3 separate regions of the Zea mays genome follow, and all the other regions are linked to region 1. The links are chromatin contacts, called in public Hi-C maps. All regions are on one chromosome and are shown on one strand. Each heading gives the region's core, a stretch centred on a gene start, on an enhancer-like site or on the middle of the called end of the contact. The rest is flanking DNA. Distances are from core to core; before and after follow the strand shown. Region 1 holds the start of LOC100286207. Region 2 holds the start of LOC103625723 (translocation protein-related). Region 3 holds the start of LOC103625721 (inner membrane protein PPF-1, chloroplastic).

Evidence for each region. Hi-C and Micro-C count contacts between places; a contact is called where the count stands out from the background.
Region 2: a contact with region 1 is called in a Hi-C map of tassel, with 1.9 times the contacts expected there. The contact joins the promoter of LOC103625723 here to the promoter of LOC100286207 in region 1. A contact is called at or near these places in 2 of 25 Hi-C or Micro-C datasets (leaf and tassel).
Region 3: a contact with region 1 is called in a Hi-C map of leaf, with 4 times the contacts expected there. The contact joins the promoter of LOC103625721 here to the promoter of LOC100286207 in region 1. A contact is called at or near these places in 5 of 25 Hi-C or Micro-C datasets (ear, leaf and tassel).

Annotation. Positions count from the first base shown.
Region 1 is chr5:1,393,036-1,397,010 of Zm-B73-REFERENCE-NAM-5.0, forward strand. LOC100286207 reads right to left here and starts at 2,030. Exons shown (of 8, transcript NM_001159095.2): 1 at 1,921-2,030; 2 at 1,633-1,698; 3 at 1,480-1,532; 4 at 1,243-1,270; 5 at 644-718; 6 at 267-371. The coding sequence starts at 1,935.
Region 2 is chr5:1,628,735-1,632,709 of Zm-B73-REFERENCE-NAM-5.0, forward strand. LOC103625723 (translocation protein-related) reads left to right here and starts at 2,242. Exons shown (of 5, transcript NM_001157710.1): 1 at 2,242-2,424; 2 at 2,869-3,186; 3 at 3,970-3,975. The coding sequence starts at 2,320. LOC100191822 reads left to right here. Exons shown (of 13, transcript NM_001367158.1): 11 at 1-44; 12 at 127-354; 13 at 607-999. The coding sequence ends at 625.
Region 3 is chr5:1,539,504-1,543,478 of Zm-B73-REFERENCE-NAM-5.0, forward strand. It overlaps LOC103625721 (inner membrane protein PPF-1, chloroplastic), which reads left to right and starts at 2,272. Exons shown (of 12, transcript XM_008646114.4): 1 at 2,272-2,755. The coding sequence starts at 2,429.

The sequences.
Region 1 (3,975 bases), core at 780-3,279:
ATAAGGCATAATTTGCCACCAGTTCAGTCGTGAACAATTTAGATTTCTGAAGGGATAAGCAGTTATGTTGATAACTTGGTAAAGCTGAGCTCTATGTGGGAATACGGCAAGATAAGAGGGGAGAGAGAGAAAACTAGTACAACAAATGTTAGCAAAAATATGGTCCATCATCCAGCTGTCCACAATGATGTATCCCTGTGCCTTACAGGTAGTTCATGTTTAGTACATAAAACACTGCTCAAGGTAATCAACGTTAAGTTGGAAACCTGAACCGGTTTTCTCCTCAACACTTGGAATGCCTCTGCCCTCATTGACAAAAACCTAAGGAACTTCTTGGCAAGAATGTTCTCCAATTCATCTGCCTGCTTAACCTGCCAGATCAATCAGAAGCTATAAGTATATACCAGACAGCAAATGGTTGCATGACAAAACGTATTAAACACAAGCAGATGCAACACATGTGAGCAGGCACCAAACACTGCCATCGGGTCCACCTTTTTAGTTTGTATCAGGAATATTTTCTAACAATTTTGCTACCAAATCATACATCAAATCACAGTAGCGTCCAAATAATATGCCAAATGTATAGCAGCACTGATACCCCAATAACCATTGAAAAATCCCACAAAGCTCTCCAGTGTACCTTCATGCTTATTCGTATGGAGTTGATTGAAGTCTCTATCAAGCATTTTTCTGCTTCGTTGCGGCATATCAGTACCTGTACATAAATGTAGGAGTATGAGTCACAATTCTCAAAATATTAACAGAACTTATAAATCTCTTCCAAATAAGCATAAGGGATAATGTAAGTTACATCTACAAGCAAACATATACTTAATTGGTTTGGCAACAACAACCAACTTATCTTAAGTGGTATCTTGGTAAAAAAAATGTTCTAACAAATATCGGCAACCATTTTTTTCCACAAAACATAAATCACTGAAAATTCCATCGCAGGTCAAAAGAAGATCCAGCCTTGAGTAATCAAGCTTAAATTTACTTAGGAATGTTAAACGATGAAACAGAGCTGTCCGTGATTCTTAGCTTGGTATCATAATAGTGCACTTGTTCCAACTAAAAACGACGGCACTGCAATCATTAGTAGTCCATGTTTTGCCATGTTGGGTTTAGTTACCTCGTACATATTAGAACACACTCACACTGTCTCCAAAAAGAAAATAAAGGTCGATAATGAAGGGTTGTAAAATGAATTTAAGATACTGTCAAAGAAGTCTCCCTCACCGGATTCAGCAGAAGTTCAGGGCTTGTCCTGTGAATAAGATTAAAAATGAAGATGGATTAGTAAGGGCAAAACGATATATCCGCATGAGCCTTTAGGAAATTCACGAGCAAACAAGAATTGTGTTATTATTTATAGGAGTCAACATGGAATGGGATATGAATTATGAAGGTTAAGCACATGTGCCAAGGAAGAAGAGCACTGAACAACCATTGTTGCCTGCTTGCAGCATGACTTACTTGAGCTCCACCTCCGGTTTGTTGTGCCTCTCGACTTCTTGGCAAGGGAAATTCTGGTACCAGAACAAAAGGACAAACCATCCACGTTACGCTCGTGGTGAACTGGGAACAGCAGCAGGAGGAGGAGCCTCGAGCAGAAGCAGAAGAGAATACCTGGAGGCACATCGCCGCCTCCAGAGTGTTCCGGATGCAGGTGAGGTACAACCGCAGCGTATTGGCCTGCGAAAAAGAGTCGCTCGTTAACGTTTTGAGATGTCGATGTGTCTAGCACACGCCGAAACGAAGATAGTTTTTGCCAGATACTGAAGTTATAGCAGGCGTAATACTACAATGGGGATACGCTACACTTGCAGTTACGATCAGATCCGAATACGAATAGCCAGATAGCTTAAGTTAGGGTTCGGGCGTTCCGTTTCGCGCAGCAGGCAGGGGTCGGCATACCTGGTGGGTGCTCATCGCCGGCGAAGAGCCGGACGAGAACCTGGGCACCTGGCGTAGGGCGGCCGCGGCGGTGGCCCAGGCGTCGCCGGAAGGGAGAGAGATCACGCAGGAGTGAACGAGACAAGCAGCAGGCCTGATGCGTGACCACGGGGCCTCTCCTGGGCCGGTTTTCTTGGGCCGTTCCTTAAAAACGAAAGTATACATGTTCGCCTAATACAGGGGAAGAAAACGAACGGGTTCGGGATAGCCTACCTCCCGTTTTTTTCATATTTTATTTCAGAAACGGGATTAAAAATGAAACCATAAAAAATGGGACTAGTTAGATGATAAAACGAATCAAATTAGAATTAAACGTAAAAAGTGAAAACATTGCCGCATGGAATATAAAAAATAAAACAACATTGCGATCAATTTAAACATCACTTCTAGACATACACAAGCAATATATATAATAGAAAGCTCTAGCCCAACGATGTCATCCGGTTCAGCCGCACCAGGTTCGGGCGGCTATAAAAACACATCCAGACCGCTATGGATTAAGTTTTAGCGGCGGTGGCGATCCTAGAGGCCAGCGGCGGTGGCGTCCCGAGCCAGGCCACCGGTGGCGACACTCCCTAGGATCGAGCGACGACGATGCTCCCGAGACGGGCGGGCAAGTGGCGACGACGCTCTTGAAGTGGACGAGCGGCGACGGCGCACCCTAGGCCCTGTGCGCGACGACGGTGGCGCGAGACGCGATAGGTTTCGGCAGTAACGATGGTGGCCACGGAAGACGTGGGTTGCTCCGGTGGTTCAGCGAGGCGTGGTCATCTCCGACGATGGCGACACGTGAGGCATGGGTGGCTCTGGCGTCATTCGATGAACAACTCCTCTGATCCAGTGGCTTCGACGGCGTCCTACGGTGACGACCTACTCCAATCATTTGTTTATGCATGCAGCTGTTGGTTGAGTCCATACTAAGTTTTTTTATTAAATATGATATACCGTGTAGGTACTTATGCGACCTTCTGTAACAATTTATGTTTTACGCGATATCAGTCATCCAACTTTTGTGTGTATGCCATAGAAACGAAAATGACCCTCAAAATTTGTGCGCATGCAATAGAAACTCCCACGACCTACCATAGTTTTCGGATCTGCATATATAAAAATATGAACTGCATGCATGTGCCTAATGGTTGACATATTGGTAAGATCTGCCAAATAAATAGAATCATGGATGTGTCTGGTGGGGTACACGCCTGAATGCATGTTCGTGGAGGAGGGACGACATACAATCACATACATATTTTTATGTCACTTTATATACATATTTATAGCAACATTAAGAGGTTTGCAAGAACTTTCAGATTGGATCAGTATTTTACGCTCATAACTTCAGGTTTTTACGCTCAAAACTGAAGGTTTTTATCCACCAGTACACTTCATGTCAGATTTTTACGCAATGTACTGCATTGCATAAATAGCTACACAATGTAGTATAATTTGTATCAATATATATCATAAACTAGTGCTAACGAGCCTAGCTGATTGGTTGTTGGAGAGATCTTATATTTATGGAGAAATTAAAGCATTTAAATCAGATTTTTTGTTTTCATACATGCCAATATATTTTCTTTCAACGCACATTCTTGGTATCATATTTTTTTGCATATTCAGCACAAAATAGATTTTTACGTAGCGTGCCACATTGCATAAATACATACATTGTGTAACATAATTAATATTAATATATATCATAAACTGATTCTAATGTTGCTAGTTGCATGACTGTTGGAGAGATGCTATATTTATATAGGAAATAAAGCATTCAAATCAAATCAGCCGCATGGAGTTGGAAACGAAAATGCCTACCAAAATTATTACACATGCAATGAAAACTCACACGATCTATCATGATTTTTGGATCTACCATAAAAATAGGAGCCTCATGCATGCGTCTGCTCGTGGGACATGGTTCAATGGTTGGCCAGGGTTTTATGCTATCTCTATGAACTATTTACGTTATTTCTACGAACTATCTATGTTATTTACGCTATGTACCTGCCATAAAAA
Region 2 (3,975 bases), core at 992-3,491, 240 kb after region 1:
CAGAGAAATAAAAGGAGACCGGGCAAAGCTGAAGATGATAGACGGTATGGTGTTCCGTATTCCACATCCTTACTATTTTGGTCAGCATCGTGGTTATCTGAAAGCATGTATATTTGGTGTTTTTAGATCAAGAGAGCACAGCAAGGATCGCAACGGCCGGTCGTCCAGGGATAGAGAACCAGAAAGGAGAGACAGGGTTGAGTCTCGAGATGGTAGAAGAGATTATGAAAGGGATCGTGATAGACGTCATGATAGGGACAGGCGCCATGACCGTGATCGGGATAGGGATTATGACCGCTCCCGTGGACATGATTCAAGGAGGAGAGAGCGTTCACGCTCCAGGGAGCGCAGCAGGTATTGCTGAATAATACTCCTCGTGTCACAAATTATAAGACATCTCCCAAATTATAAGGCGTCTTAGCTTTTCTAGATGTATTTTTTTATTATGTATACATACATAGTGTACATTTAAGTGCATAGCAAAAACAACATCATCTAGAAAAAACAAAACACTTTATAATTTGGAACGAAGTGAGCACATGCCTTGCATAATACAGCTGCTTTCTTACGTTATTGACTAACCCAGATATTTGTTGCCAATTTCAGGCGCCACGAGAGATACTAAATGTTACACCATGCCTGACAGATTTAGGAGTACTGGCGGCGTCTGTTCAAGATATGGTTTGAGCTTGTGCTTCGTATCTTCTGAAGACCGGTCTACTTGACGCTAAATTCGCATGGAGTGTTAAGCATTTATTAAACGCATCTGGAATCAAATGAAGTTGTACTTGCGAACGGCTTCACTTAAAATTCGCGCCATTTCTAATATTGTAATAAGCTGTGCTTGAACCTTAGCTGTCTCTGTGTACTCGACGTACCACTCGCTCCCACAAATAGCTTCGAACATCCTGTACCTGAAACATGACGCTGTTTGGTGGAGGTGGAGCTGTAAGTGTTCTTTTGCACAATTCATTATAAAAATCCCAAATCTGAGTACTAGGAAATTTTTAGTGAGTAGAAAGTCCAATCGGATGGCAGATGACATGTAGGGCTGGATAAAATGCTCGATAGCTGGACTCGGTTCGTTTTAATTTTGTAGCGAGTTAAACTATCATTCTAGCTCGGTTCTCTAATGAAGCCAGCTCGGGTTAGCTCGCGAGCCAAACAAGTCAAGCCGTAATACAAGTTTATCTAGTCGTTGGTGTTGTCTCATCTTTTATAGTTTTGTTTTCTCATAGTTATGATTTGTGATATAGACATGTGTGGATGTGCCATGTGATTAAATATTTGTAGTATTGCATGACTACATATCTACATTGCATATTTAATATTTGATTATTGGTTATGGTTTTGTGAACTTTGTTTTTTGCAGCATATGATGTTAGTGTTGTGCAATGAAATGTTACATTTTTGTGGAATGAATGATGGATTGCTTTATAATGATGCTTGTTGTTATCTTATTATAATAATGGTTTGTAAATTTGTAAGTTAATACATATTTGGTTATTTAATTTAATATCAAAAGTTAGAAGCTAGTATGATGATGCGATAATAATATTATAAAGGTTTTGGGTTTGTAGTGTTAAATATTTAAAATATATTTTTTGATTATATATATTTATGTACATAGATCTTTGTATTTAGTTGTGTGGCTCGCGAGCTTAACAAACTGGATCGAGCTTCCTAACGAGCCGAGCCAGATGTTTAGCTCGTTAGTATAATGAGCCGTAACGAGCTGTGACTCGATATCCACCCCTAATAATATAGCGTGTATGGGTATTCCAGTTTCTATATGAGTCGGTTAATCTGATTACACTCCGATCAACATTTATAACTGCCACACCGAAGGGCACACGATTTGTCAAGGATTCTCGTCCTACCCATTTTAGCCCATCTAATTAAACGTAAAAATATCTTGTCCCATTTATCCGATCGGTAATGGGTGCTAAATATTTCTTCATAACAAGTCAAGGTTTTTATCAGATTCTAGTAAAAATAAATAAACATAGAACATGTTTCTAATCCGTTTCTATCGTTAAATTTTAATAGCGTAAAATTTAGAGTTCACCCTACTACCCATCAATCCGTGCTGTCAAACCAAACACTCCTCCAAGCGCACGCGCGCACAGTAAGACCGTCGGTGGGCCAGGGCCCACCGTTTCCAGTTCCTCTTGCGTGCTGGGCCTGCCCACGGCCCACCTCTGGCTGCTCCCACTGCGCAGTTCCAGTTCCAGTGTGCGAACCGAGGTCCCCCAATCCCCCAAACATTTCCCCCAAACATTTTTTTGTCGAATCTGTCGTGAGATCCTCCCCGACGAGATGGCGGGGAAGGGAGCCAAGGCCACGGCCGCCAAGTCGGCGGACAAGGACAAGGGGAAGAAGGCCGGCGGCCCCGTCTCGCGCTCCTCCCGCGCCGCACCTCAGGCGAGCTTGCTCCCTCCTCCGCTCGGCTCCACACGTTGCCGGCTCATCCGTGGGTGTTTTAGATTTGGTGTAGATGCTGGTGCCACGAACATTTCGCTATGCATTCGGGGCCGCGGTCGTTAGATTTCGCCTCTTCAATTCCTCCGGGGTCCATGCGATGCGGTTTTGCGGGATTTTTACTAGGGTTTTCGCACGGTTAGTTAGGTGTAGGCTATTTTTTTTCTTGTTCTCATTCATTCAAGATTTTTCGTAGATATGGAAAAACCCATGGTACGGTGGGTCGTGTGGATACGGAATGGTCGTTAGAAGTTTCCATTTCCTTGGCCTGGGAAGGCTCTCTAATCAGTCATGGGGTACAGGGGTTATTCTTGATTGTTGCCATGGGATGGTGCTGGCTGCTTTCCGCCATTGTCGCTAATTCTCTGATGCTGTTCTATTATTTAGGAGAATTCAACTCCGAAGAAAGATGTTTATCAATTGTTCGCTGAGAAGGTTAGGGATAACAAACAGCTGGAATCAAGATGGGCAATCATGCAAGAAACCCGTGTGGAGTATTTTCGTGGAAAAGATTTCAATGCCTTCATCAAGAATTATCCAGAAGTCAGGGAAATTTTGGGGCCAGATAAGGATTTAGAAGTGGAAGACATTGTTAACACTTTGTTGACCAAGAACCTTGTGATAAGGTGTGACCGAGTTATGAAAACTGTGAGGCCTGGCAAGAAAAAGTTATCATCATGGCCTGCTCACTTGGAGATACATAATGTAAGTATTATATGCTTCCTACGGAAAACATAATATACATGTTGTATTTTCCGATCTTGTTGGTTAAGATTACTTGTTATTACTGTGCGATGTTCTCCTGAATTTAAACACTGTAAATGCTACAGGGGAGTAATGTCGTTTTCATTTAATTGTTTGTGTATCCCATTTAATTGGATGTTTAACTCGTTTAATGGACCATATAGCCTGAATAATGGCTAAATGGTATGTGAATGACTGTTTAACGTTTAGGAAAGCACTGCCACTGTGTTTCTAATTATTCATTGCTCTTAAAGACTTTTAATGCTGCATTGACATTGCACTATCTTACCCTATAACTATGATCATGATAATCAAAATTCGTTACCATAATAACACCCAGATTTTATATAGTTCAAGTATGCATTATTTTAAATGGCAGACCTGTTGCAGTGGTGAGAACTGCCTCACTAAGTCACCAGGTCACAGGTTCGAAGCAGCCTTTCTGCATTTGCGGAGGGAAAGCTTGCCTCGGCTTATCCCTTTTCCAAACCCCACTTATGTGGGAGCCTCCGACACTGTCTCTGCCCCAAGTATGCATTATTTTACACTTTTTAGTTGAAACTATGGATGTTTTCAAACTGTATATGAGCCCTGGTGTGTATAAAGATTCACTTCTTCTGTATCTTGTGATATTCTCTTTGATGAAGTGATATTATGCATAACAACTCACTATAGAATGTGTGACAAATGTTATTCTTCCTGAACTTTATTCTTTATGCAAGTGGATTTGGTTTGTTCTTGCAGGAACAA
Region 3 (3,975 bases), core at 1,022-3,521, 150 kb after region 1:
TTAGTAACTACTAATAAAAGTTGACCAACTTATTAAAAGCAATGCTCAGCTTTCACCCTTATTTATTAGTCAGCCTTACACTTCACATGAACTCCCACCTTTGGTGAGTTCATGCACATTATTCCTCACAACTTGTTGAGCTATAATCTTTTGTGAGCTCACCCTGCGATATATAAACCCCCCACAGGAGAAGAACAGGTGGAATATGAGGAGCCGTACAATGAGGAGTACAAGTTGATCTAGGTGGCGTCTCCTAGTCAGCTTTGTGGCGCCAAGGAATAATACTTAGTTCGCTTTATTATTACCATTTATTTTTGTAAGACTTCTGTTGTGTAATAATGACATTTATGATATTTGTGACATTTATTTCTATACATTTTGTCATTATATGTGATGCTCTTCTTTGGCGCATATATGAGACGCACCTGACTTTATCCCTTAAATCAATGAAGACAGAGATAGAAATGAAGTGTCCATAGATAAAAGACACAGAGAGGAGAAAGTTCATATTACAGACAGTGAAGAAGCGAAAGAAAGTGACTTGCTAGGGGAAACCTTTATCACTAGCATAGAGATGGGTGATTCTCAGAAATACAAAAATTGGGACATTGGAAAAAATCAGAGCGAGAGAATTTCTTATACACAGTAATTCAAAAAGATATCCCTGTGACCTATTGGGTCCCATCAAAATGGGGGTATCCTCATGTCAAAAAAATTGTCTGATGTTGTTTAGGATGTCCATGTACTATATTGCTCTTTGCTTGTGAGTTTTAATTAGAGCCCCCATGCCTGACATGTATGCTTATTTTTTTTATCTCCATCAACCATCCTTGCATAGTGAAATTAGGTAGTGTTTGATTGCAGAGTTGGAACTGATTTCAACGTATAACATGTTTGGTTCAGTTTTAGATTAGATGAAATGGAGCCACTCCAAAAGTAGAACATTTCTTCAATATGTTGTATTCTTGGGCTTCACAAAAATGATTGAATCTATGTGCTCCACTCCTCATTCCTGTCAGTAGGCTCTTAATCTAGAACTAAAGGTAGAATAGAGTTGCTCCGTTCTATTTTTCACTCTCGAACCAAATAAAAGTTAGAGCGACACCGTTCTAATTAGTAATTATACCTTCTATCCTTAGGGGTGTTTGGTTTCATCAATAATATTTAGTCCATATCACATCGAATATTTAAATGATAATTACGGGTATTAAATATATTTTAATTATAAAATTAACTACACAAATAAAGATTAAAAGACGAGACGATTTATTAAAACTAATTAAATATATATTTAATACTTATAATGATATTTAAATATTTAGGCCCCCTTTGGCAGGGCTCCTAACGGCTTCGGCTCTGGCTCCTCTGGTTTCTTGGTTTCTCTAGAGGAGCCAGAGCCGTTTTGTAATTCATTTGGCAAAACAGCTTCTCACGAGGAGACGGTGGCAGAGACTGTAATTTCGTGAAACATTATTGTGTGCCGGATAGAAGGAGCCAATAGAAGCTTGTTTTCTCGTGCTTCGTCTCCCAATAGCAAAACGGCTCTAACTCTTTGATGGCTCTTGGTGAGGAGCCATTTTTTAAGACCGTTTGGTATGACTTCACGAAGAGCCAGAAAAAGAGCCACCGAGAGAGCCCTGCCAAAGGGGGCCTTAATATGACACGATAAACTTTAGTCAGAGGAACCAAACATCCCCTTGGAACCAAACACCCCTTTACAATCTGGAACAAAGCCACTCTGTCTAACTAGGCCCTCAAACCAAACACTTTCTTAGGGGGGTGTTTGAATGCACTAAAACTAATAGTTAGTGGCTAAAATTAGTTGAAACATCCAAACGCCCTAGCTAATAGTTCAACTATTAGCTATTTTTGGTAAATTAGTTAATAGTTAGGTAGCTATTTGTTAGTTAGCTAATTTTATCACCAATTTTTAGCCAACTAACTATTAGTTATAGTGTATTCAAACACCCCCTTAATTTTATTTTATCTATAAACATACACTTTGCTTTCTGAAACAGAATTTTAATCCCACTCGGCGCCATGTAGAATTTTAATGCCACTCGGGCGGCCCAATATCTCAATTGTCGTACGGGCTTACGCTCCAATTCATTTATCCATATAGAAGAAAAGGCCTACTTTAGGTTGACCAGCCCCACCCGTCAACCGCGGGCCCGACGCGCTGCAGCCGCCACCGGCCCGCGCACGCGTGAATCGGGTCGCCTTCCGTATCGAAACTCTGCTCCCTCCGCTGCTTGCCTTGCGGCGGCTCCTGCTACTAAATCCGTGCTCGCTTTGCTGTGTCGTGTCGTGTGCTGCCCCACTTGCAGTTGGACTCGCCGCCGCTCGCTTGCTGTGGCCTGTGTCCGAGCCGGCCTACCCCGCCTCTGAACACCGCCTCGCCGCCCGCGTGCGCCCCCCTCCAACTCCTATGGCCGCGCCCTCCCACCTCCACCTCCACCTCCCGGGCTGCCCCCAAACCCTAGCCCTGCCCCTGCCCTCCCCGGGGGGTTTCTCCGCTTGGCCCGGCCTCCGCTCCTGCTCCCGCTCCCGCCAGCCCCGCATCCGCCCGGTCGCCGCGCTCGGACCCGCCGACGCCGGCGACCTGCTCGGCCGCGTTGAGGCGTTCCTCTACACCGTTGCGGACGCCGCCGTTAACGCGGAGCCCGTCGCGGCAGCCGCGGACACCGGGACCAAGGAGGCCGCCGCCGGGGACTGGCTCTCCGGCATCACCAACTCCATGGAGACCGTGCTCAAGGTGCGTTCTCGGCCGCCGCCGCTTCGCTTGCGGTTCCGTGCCTCGGTTCAGCTGCAATTGGCTCAGAGGTTTATGCCACGGTTACGTGAGTTGCTGCGGCTTCCCCGTGCCGTGTGCGGACGCGTCTCCTCTGTTCTGTTTATTTCTCATTTTTTGTTTTGGGATTTTGGGTAACCGTGACTGTGAGGTGGCGGTGACACCCACCCCATTTTTGGTGCTCTAAATGCCCTGGGTGGAAGTAGACATCCAAATTATTAGGACAGATTTAATGTTTTTAAAATAGATGTTCATATAATTTGGTACTAATCTTAGTTATGTTGTTAAGCACATTATGAAAAACACAAATAAACGTGGGGAGAGGGGCACTGCCGCGTGGCCCCGCGTGCGACAGGGCCCGCGTGCAGTGACCCTACTGCCCCGTGCAGTACGTCAGAGGATCTGCTTCCACAACTAGGGGTGGACACATTTTCTCCGGAAACCGAACCAAAGTTTCGTTTTTTTCGGTTCTCGGTGTCGGTTTCGGTTCTGATTTTCATGAACATTGGTTTTAGATGGTGGTGTGCTTAAGTTCAATGCTAAAAATAAGAATACAGATTTGCATAGCAGATTCTATATCCTATTTATTCGCAATCGAAGAAAAAAAGACCAAAAATTTAACATCCTAACAAGCATCCACTTCCATCCTTACTAAATGTTATGGCACGACAGTACGAGTGTTAGCTGGAACCTACTAAAAAAACTTGCTCAAACTCCTACCTATATATTTAGCTTTGAAGATAGATTGACAACATGTTTTCAATGACTCTGATGTAGACCTGCACTCCTGCAGATACACAGTGTTGATACTGCTACTGGTAATTGCTGCAGTCCTTGAGGGCCTCCAGGGATTTATGAGAACTAACTTGTTTGACTTAAAAAAAAGGGTTCCACTGACATCCATGCCTCATGCACATTAGTTGAGATGAAGTTGCCCAGCGTACATTAGGCAGGAACTGAAGGATAAGGCTCAATTATATTTCTGAAAAAAAAGAAGTGACTGCATGCCACAATTGGTGTTCAGTTAATTGCATCTGTTGCTGATTACTGTGAAGCACACAATAATTTATATGCTCATGCTTCTTTTGACTCTTGAGAATGGAAATGCCATGTGTTTGCTGTTGTAATTGCCAATTAAAAAAACATTTGCTAGATGTACGCTTTGAACATTTATCTCTCTTACA